Linked DNA regions of Gossypium hirsutum: all the other regions are linked to region 3. Evidence: chromatin contacts called from public Hi-C data. All regions are on one chromosome and are shown on one strand. Each heading gives the region's core, a stretch centred on a gene start, on an enhancer-like site or on the middle of the called end of the contact. The rest is flanking DNA. Distances are from core to core; before and after follow the strand shown. Region 1 holds the start of LOC107913261 (E3 ubiquitin-protein ligase MIEL1). Region 2 holds the start of LOC107913211 (probable indole-3-pyruvate monooxygenase YUCCA10). Region 3 holds the start of LOC107913247 (protein TRANSPORT INHIBITOR RESPONSE 1).

The links. A called contact is a pair of places that touch in the nucleus more often than the background predicts.
Region 1: a contact with region 3 is called in a Hi-C map of leaf, with 2.6 times the contacts expected there. The contact joins the promoter of LOC107913261 here to the promoter of LOC107913247 in region 3. A contact is called at or near these places in 13 of 34 Hi-C or Micro-C datasets (anther, callus, hypocotyl and 3 more).
Region 2: a Hi-C map of leaf shows a contact between it and region 3, with 1.8 times the contacts expected there. The contact joins the promoter of LOC107913211 here to the promoter of LOC107913247 in region 3. A contact is called at or near these places in 7 of 34 Hi-C or Micro-C datasets (anther, hypocotyl and leaf).

What each region holds. Positions count from the first base shown.
Region 1 is chrD08:11,927,672-11,930,643 of Gossypium_hirsutum_v2.1, forward strand. It overlaps LOC107913261 (E3 ubiquitin-protein ligase MIEL1), which reads right to left and starts at 1,718. Exons shown (of 12, transcript XM_016841792.2): 1 at 1,512-1,718; 2 at 1,338-1,425; 3 at 1,123-1,179; 4 at 1,006-1,038; 5 at 850-927; 6 at 729-772; 7 at 577-617. The coding sequence starts at 1,573.
Region 2 is chrD08:11,346,011-11,349,111 of Gossypium_hirsutum_v2.1, forward strand. It overlaps LOC107913211 (probable indole-3-pyruvate monooxygenase YUCCA10), which reads right to left and starts at 1,618. Exons shown (of 4, transcript XM_041099847.1): 1 at 907-1,618; 2 at 583-816. The coding sequence starts at 1,518.
Region 3 is chrD08:11,610,123-11,612,965 of Gossypium_hirsutum_v2.1, forward strand. LOC107913247 (protein TRANSPORT INHIBITOR RESPONSE 1) reads left to right here and starts at 1,422. Exons shown (of 3, transcript XM_016841773.2): 1 at 1,422-2,178. The coding sequence starts at 1,712.

The sequences.
Region 1 (2,972 bases), core at 468-2,967, 320 kb after region 3:
ATTTTACGAGTCTGAAGTAACCTAGCTTGGGACACCATTAAATCTGCAACTATCTAATGGAGTCAGAAACTCATTGAAAGGACCCCAGATGTCTTAGGAGTCATCTCTTTGAGCCCTATGTTTAAAATGATAATGGACAAAATAGGAGACACTACGACTATAGAACTGCAACACGCCTCAATAAACACTCTGGAACACGGCCATCTAAACAACAGATAAAGCCAATATACTTCGCTGCACTCCGCAATATTACAACAGTAGGGAAAAGAAGGATTTTAAGGGCTATCTATCATTACGATTTTGGCTATTTCCTTTGGCTTTCTTAGGTTAATCCTATGAAATAAACAAAAATTAGAGAAGAACCACATCTGGTTAATATGATCAAACCACCATGAATATCAATAACTTATAATTCAGCTATCCTTTTCATCTTTTTCCGTTTCTTTTCAGCTTAAAGAGGAATAGCATATTGTGCCCCATAACAAGTATAACAGGAAATTCCATACAATACTATAAAAGAAACCAACTCTAAAACTAAATCAATTAAGGAGCAAGAATGGTAATAAGACTGCCTACCACATTTCTCGCAGTGAAAGAACTTATCACGGCCACCAACCCTGTGTAAACCACAGATTAGACCAGACTAGAAGTTGACAAGATATAAGACGGAAACAAGTTACAATAACAGGTAAAAAACTTAAGCAATCGGACACAACATGCTAACTAACCTACAAATTCCACAATCATTACAATGGAATTGTCCCTTTGTAATCTGCAACATTCATAACATAAACTCAACATGATTCTTTAAGTGGAATAAAAGTAAACATAAACATGCAATGATCTTACATCATCATCATAGAATTTACAAATGTCGCAGAAATATTCTCCCATGTTTACCCCACAATGGGAACAGACTTGAGTAACCTGGACATTAGAAAAATGGACTTTCAGAGTTGAGACACTTACAGTTACTACCACAGAATTAAATGCAACGAGACATACCTCCTGTTGGGTATTGCAGATTGAACAAATAACCTGACACATCATCAACTCCACTCCATTATAACAATTATATGTTAAGGTACAACATGAAAGGTGATTTTGTCAAATAAGACATACTTGCTTGACATCCTGCCTGACAAGGTCGTGATGATCTTTTGGGTTGCTAAGTGAGTTCTAAATTAAACAAATAAATAAATGAATTATTAAAAGAAAAAAATTTTAAACAATCCAAAACAATAAGATTAATAAATATATCTAACCAAGGCAGGCAATTTAAAAACGTAAATGAACATGAAAAGGGAAAGGGAAACGAGAGAAGGGAGAGAGAGTACTGAGGTCTCGTTATGGCAATGACGGCAAGGGAAGATCTTATTACAGCAAGGAGCAAGGATTTTACATCGTCTCTTGTAGTGATCGCATCTGAAAGAAAAACAAACAAAAAAAAAGAATTTAACAAATTGAAACCCAAAGGAAACAAAAAAGAATATAGAGCAAAGAGAAGATACCCATGCTCGTGTTTTCCGAAATCTTTGCTTCTCTGAGGCGAAATTACAGAGTCCCCTGCCATTGGTTAGAATAGGAACACGAAGAAAGAAAGAACAAAATAGAGACTTTTGCTCTTCTTCTTTCTGTTTTTTTTTCCCCTTTCTGGAAATTAAGAACAACATAGAAAAACATAAAATTTACCCGTGTCGTATATTAAAAAGTTAATCGATTTTATAAAACTTTTAAATAATTTTTAAATATAAATAAATTGGGCCTATTAGGCCTTCAAAGTCAATCATGTTTGCTCGGCCTTATTAGGCTTGTAAATCAAACTGATGTTTTCTTTTTTCCTTTTTTGAATGCCAATGGAATTCACTTTTATCTTACGTTTGCAAAAAAAGATTTGTTTAACTGCTAGCAGTAGATATTAGCCTCAGCCTACGTCGTAACAATCGTCACTGAATGTTTTCTTATTTCACCCCTTCCCCGTCGACTGTTGTTAACTTCTCACTCATTTTGACATTTATACATTTAATAAAGAGATTATATATAATTTGACATCTGAATTTGTCTATTTATATTTAGTTAGTTTCTAAATTTTTTTTGGATTTAGTTAGCATTGAATTTGTATTCCATCAACTAAGTTAGTACCTTCGCATTAACACCGTTAGTTTGTGCTAATGTGACTCTGCTAATCAATCCGATGATGTCACGTGACAACTTCTCATAACACCACATGGAAAACATAAATATATTTTGTAATTTATGTTTGCCATGTGGCAACCTCTCAAAACATCACGTGGCACCATCAGATTGAATAATAGTGCCATACCAGCAAAATTAATAGTGTCAATGTGGATATATCAACTTAGTTAACAAGAATATAAATTTAGGAATCAACTAGATATAATGAACAAATTCAATGGCCATATACATTATCCCTTTAATAAAGGTTGTTCCTTGTTAACAATCACCGTGGACTGTTGTCCTTTTTCTCCTTTCATCAAGTTTTAACATTAACATTTTATAAAATTTGTTGTTTGTTAATGAAGATAATAACTCAAATGTAAATGATAAAATTAAGAATGTTTTTAATACGGATATCATTAATTTTGGATGATATACAAATACTTTTTAAAATGAAAGAAAATAATTAGAAGAGTTGATACAAAGAAGTAAATTGAGTGATAATTGATAAGTGACGGTTCATCCACTAGTCATGTAAAGAATTGAAAATTGATTCAATAGAGGACGGGTTGAGGAGGCACTTCGACAAAAGTAATAGTCTCACAAGTATGTCTTGTATCCATCCTTCTCTGTTTTCTTAGATATGGGCTTTTTTGTGAATCTCATAACGTTGCCACGTTATGTAGTAGATTTGTTATGTGTACCCTTAATACATGTCTTTGGACTATGAAGGATCTTCTCTTGATAGATTACTTTAAATAAATCCCAATAATGTGATGTGAAAATTGATCGAG
Region 2 (3,101 bases), core at 368-2,867, 260 kb before region 3:
TTTTTTCATTCAATTAGATTAAACACTCACCCCTAATTCAGTCTTTCAACTATATCTATTTTTTCAATTTTATTTTGATCACAATTTAACACATAAATTATCATTTTCATTCTAATTAATTAAAAAATTGACAATGAAAACATAGTAAGTTTTGAGGTAGAATATAGGGGTGGAGCGGGGGCTGTGAGGCCTCTACCCTAAAATGGAAGTTTAATTTTTAGTTATTTTATAATTTATAAAATTTTTAAATTGGTAAATTGTAAAATTATATTTTGAGTCTTGATGAAATTATTGTAAAAATATATAACCTAATTTCAATCTCTAAATTGTTTGTCTAATTTCTCCCTTGATAAAATATGAAAAAAATGATAAATCAGCAATGAAAAGAAAACAAAAAAAAAATTAAATATAAAAATAGAAAGCGGTTATAGTTGAAGGTCCGCGCAATTAATTTAGTATACTTTAGTTTTGCATAAGGAAAGATTTGTAATAATTATGAGTTCCTAGTACAAGACTAGAAAGAAAAAGCAAGGAAAATTGTAGGGCAATCCTTAAATTCCTTGAAAAAGATGTGAACTTTACCTGAATCTCCCGGGACCTGATCTTGCTATAGGTTCCGACATCCAAAACAGGGTACTTGCCGTCGGCAACTTTCATGAAAAATGGACCCTCCTTAGGCCTGCTAAGCCCGTACTTACTCAACTCCCTGTAAACCAGCTTGCTAAGCATGACCATCAACCAGTCCACCATGTTTAATGGTATATACTTCAACAGATTCAACCCCAAGTAAACCATTTCCCTCGAAAGTATATGAACCTGCACCCCCACACAAACACACAGATCAATTATTTGAATTTCAAATAATCAGATCCAAGTAGTATCTTGTTTCTTTTTTCTTCTTCTTACCGGGCTGCGAACGACGATGGATGTTTTGGCACCGTGATTCGCGAGGTCCATGGCGATCTCCATGCCGGAATTGCCTGACCCAACAACCAAAACGTTCTTGTCTCTAAACGCCTTCCCATTTTTGAACTGGGTTGAATGAAGAACATCTCCAGGAAACGATTTCAGTCCTTCAATCTCAGGTGTGTAAGGGTCGGTTGCTTCTCCACTGGCGACGACCAAAAACCTCCCCCTGAACTCCTCGACCTCGCCGGAACCCAAGTTCCTGACCTTGACGGTCCATTCCTTGATTATTTCATCGAACACAGCCAGCTCAACGCATCGACAGTACAAAGGGGTGATCTTAAAATGAGAAACGTAGTCGTCCAAATAAGATACGAACTGTTGCTTAGAGATGAAACGGGGATAAGAGTGAGGGAAAGGGAGATGGGGAAGCTGGCAGAACTGCTTGTGTAAGTGAAGGTGGAGACGATCGTAGGCGTATTTCTTCCAAAGGGAGGCGAAACAATCCTCTCTTTCGAGGATGATGTAAGGGATTGAGTGGAGGTTAAGGGAAGCGGCGGTAGCCAACCCTGAGGGGCCGGCTCCGATGATAATGACCGGTTGTTCTTGCATATTGCTTATGTTTTTCTGCAGTGCCCCAATCAGAAAAGGAAAAACTAAATAAATTGGCTTTGTTTTGAAGGCAGGGAAGGAAGGATGGGCAATGGAAACATGGATGTGGGTTGTAACTTTATACTACGATTACCGTATAAGACAAAATTAATATTGGAAAAAATTTGCTTAAATAATTAATGTTTCTTTCTTTGGATATCATTTTTTTTTGATGAGATCATCTCTTATTCGGTGGCTAAGTTTTTTTTCTGCTATATTATAAACTTGAATTTGTTTTTCTTTTAATCATAGTCAGTCCTTAAAGTTACGAACCAAAACTACTAAACTTATTTTTTTATTATCATTACCTAATTACTAATTACAACTATCATATATTTGTACTATTAAATATATATATTTATATTTTATTAAAAATATACATCCATCTTATATAACATCTAATTGTCAACAAAGCTATTTCAAAATTTTATACAATGCCTATTTCTATTTAAGTATCCATAACTCTCCGAATCGTTAAAATGGAGAAAGAACACATTTAAGCCCACTCAAATTTATATCCTCGTTGTTGTTGCAATAGCATAATATCATTTGAGTCAAGACTCAATCAATAAAGTTGCCAATTGGAATGGACTTAAACCCATAATAATTTTTTACCGTTCATTAATATTTATATTAATAGCTTTTGTTTAAATATATATAAATAAAAATTCATATTCTACTTCTGGGTATAGAATATTGCACAACCTAGTAAGGTGAAAATTAAATTTGGCAACAAGGAAGTAGCTGTAATTGTCACGGGGCTAGAATTTTAGTCTCACAATCCATATGGCCTTAAGTGATTTCTTTGCTTCAAATTCACCTAAGTTAGTGTAGCTCTCGAAAATAAGAAATCACAAAGGAATTTCTCTAAGGGACCGAAATAAAACAGAAGCAACTCAAAGATAAATAAGCAATGAAAAAACAAAAAAGCCATAAGAAAACAATCACACACCAAGTGTTTGAGTAAATTCTCTTAATAATATTCAATAACTATGAATGAAATGATTACAAATGAAGGGAGAGAGCTCTATTTATAGTTGAGCTCCCTTAGATCCAATGATACAAATCAAATTACATCAACAATTAAGATTAATGTCTATATACAAAATGAGAGTTCTAAGGGATTTAAGCTCTATACTTCTTTATCCATTAGGATATACAATAATTACCATGGTAACTCTAGTTTTACTAGAGTGTTTCATTGGGCCACCAAGGCTTCAAACAGATAGGCTTCTCCATGGGTTCACGAATCAGACCAATTCAAGTGGGTCAAATGAGCCCCATTAAATAAGTTGACCTCTATGAGACACTTTATGCGCATCCTTCACGGGCTTTGATCTGCGGCCCGTGACAATCTTCCCCACCTATTCTCGCGACGCCCTCCTCGCGTCCTCGAAATGACACTGGTTTGACTTCTCCCGGAGCTGCCTCAATTTTTCAATTGATTCTCAACTAGTCTATCTGTCGTGTTGTTCCACCCCTCAGAACATTTGCGCGACTTATGTCTCTACCATTGTCTAACTCGAATCATTTCCCCCTTTGTA
Region 3 (2,843 bases), core at 172-2,671:
TTTAGATCTGGGCCGTTGAGTTTTAACTTCTCAACTTTTTCTACATAAAAGGGACAGCTCAATGGACTCCATGCCAAGACAGTGCAACCCCATAATACCATGTCCTTTTCGCCAACTGACAAAACTACCCTTTTGTTCAATTGAAATAGGAGGGCGAATAGTTTGGTAAGATGAGGAGTATTTTCGTTATTTTACAAAACCAGTTAAAGAGTCAATTATTTTCTCTGAAAACATGTACGTGCAGCCGGTTGTAATTGTGGGGACTCTTTAACCTTTTCTTTTTATTTTTTACCCTTTGCAGTAAAAATTAATATTTATTAATTACTACTTGGAAAGCTTTATTTTTCCGGGTTCTGTGTATTTCGACCGTACACTGTGAAAAGGTAAACCTGATCAGACGGTCTTGATCAAGGTGCATGGTGCGCCCGTTCGTACTTCATTCGTTTTTCCTTGACTCATCCCTTTTATTGACATGTGAAATCTAAATTATGAAAAAGAAAATATTTTTTACTTATACGTGATCAATAATGATGAAATAAATCAAGGCCGTTGGAGATGAATAGGGCGGGTTGTACGCGGGGGCCAATGATAGCATGATTTTGAATGCAAACAATTGTATATGATTGGACGGCCGTGATGTCATGACAACAAGATTTCACATTAGATCATTCCTCATTATTTATTTTTTAACCCCTTTCTTGTGGTCCCCGCAATATCCGATCCCCCAGATCCAGCCGTGCTACGTGAATCATGAGATTCCTTGCACCACCATTCTCTCCCTACACATCATCACACTTTATCAGCCCCTCCAATATCTCGTTCCCTTTTTCCTTCCGATATTTATTCAAAATCTCGCTAAACATGTGCTTAATGTAGGATGGTTATACGTGGACATCCTATTTGTTTTTATACGAATTTAGGTAATATAGATAATAATAATTAAAATTTGTTATTCATAACAAATTTGAACTTGTATATGTTACTTAAATTCGCATTATTCTTGTTCAAATTTATTTTCTACTTAAATGTAATACAAATGGAAAATCTACTTAATAAAAAAATATACTTTTTAAATTTAGGTATAATCAAAAGGTAATACAAATGATAAATGAAATGAAATTTATAAATTTTATGAAAAAAATTATAAATATCCAACTCGTTGCTATTGCTGTGCCACTGCCCCACATTTCTTCCATATACCCGTTTTATGCGGCTCCCCTTAGTCGTCGACGGATAAGAACCTCTGGCTCTCATCGTCTATCCTACGGCCCGCATCTCTCCATCATTACGTGTTACTTTCCTAATCGCCCATCAGTATCTAAACAGCCCCCACACAAAAAAAAAAAAATTGAAATTCTCTCGCTTGTCCTTTATTTTCCATGACTAATTTAACCATGGTTAAAATCTAACCATCTTACGAAAACAAAAATAAAAATCCTTATCCTCTCTCGTCCATTGTGTCTGTCTTTGACTTCACTTTCTTTCTCTCTCTCCATAGCTCCCTCCCAGCCTCTGCTCCCCCTATAAGCTTCGTTAATGGCGTTTCAGATCTCAAAAAACAAACTCTAAGCCTTAAGTAAACTCAAATCCTACCCAAACCCAATACCAAAATCGAGATAAAAAAAAATCATCCTTTCATATCAAAAGCCTTCATTCTTTTCTTTTTTTCGTGTGTGTGTTTTCTTTTTTCCTTCTTTTCGAGTTTTAATTAATGCATAAGAAAATGGCGTTTTCGTTCCCAGACGAGGTGCTGGAGCATGTGTTCTCATTCATACAATCAGATAAAGACCGGAACGCGGTGTCGATGGTGTGTAAATCGTGGTACGAGATCGAGCGTTGGTGTCGGAGGAAAGTGTTTGTGGGGAACTGTTACGCTGTGAGCCCGAGGATGGTGATCAGACGGTTCCCCGAGTTTAGATCCATTGAGTTGAAAGGGAAACCGCACTTTGCGGATTTCAATCTGGTGCCGGACGGATGGGGAGGTTACGTGTCTCCCTGGATCGAGGAGATGGCTGGAGCTTATCCTTGGCTCGAAGAGATTCGACTTAAAAGGATGGTCGTTACCGACGAAAGCTTGGAGCTTATTGCTAAGTCGTTTAAGAACTTCAAAGTGTTGGTGCTTTCTTCTTGTGAAGGGTTTTCAACTGATGGTCTCGCTGTCATTGCTGCTAGCTGCAAGTGAGTTTGATGAAACTTTTTTCATTTCTCCTTTTTCGGGATTTTTTTTTGTTTTCATTTTGAGCTGAGAAAAGGAGTTGAAGTTTTCATCTTTGTGGGAGTTAAAGTAGAGCTTTTCCCCAATTTGTTTTTGGTTTTAGCTACATTTTTCTTGATTAGTGTTTATTCATTCCCATGAACTATTTTTTTTTAAAACAAAGATGTGAAGAACTTTTAGGAGTTTGCTCTCGTGTTCTAGTTGTCTTAGTTATTTCAGCTCTTGCTTTTCTCAGATCTGAGGTCAAATGGGGGTTCTTTTTAAGAATATCTAATGAAAATCACATGTTCTTTTTTACCTCTTCGATACCTTGTTTTGTTTGATATCAGCAGATTCGTTTTTGAGTATTGTTTTCACTATTTTGGATGGTTTCTTCATGTGAAATGGGACTTGTTTATGCTCTTTAATTATATTCCTTTTCTCGTGATTTGTTGTTTATATAAACCAATAATATTTTTCTTTGGGTAAACTTTTTGCTGAGTTGGGGATTGAGGGAATAATTTTTCCATAGCTATTACCGAAGATTCTGATGGTTTATTTTTTTTTCTTATCATCCTACAATTATTTGGTTGTTTTTGGTTTATTAGAGAGCTGTGAAGATTTATGTTACTTTAATTTTCTTTTGATG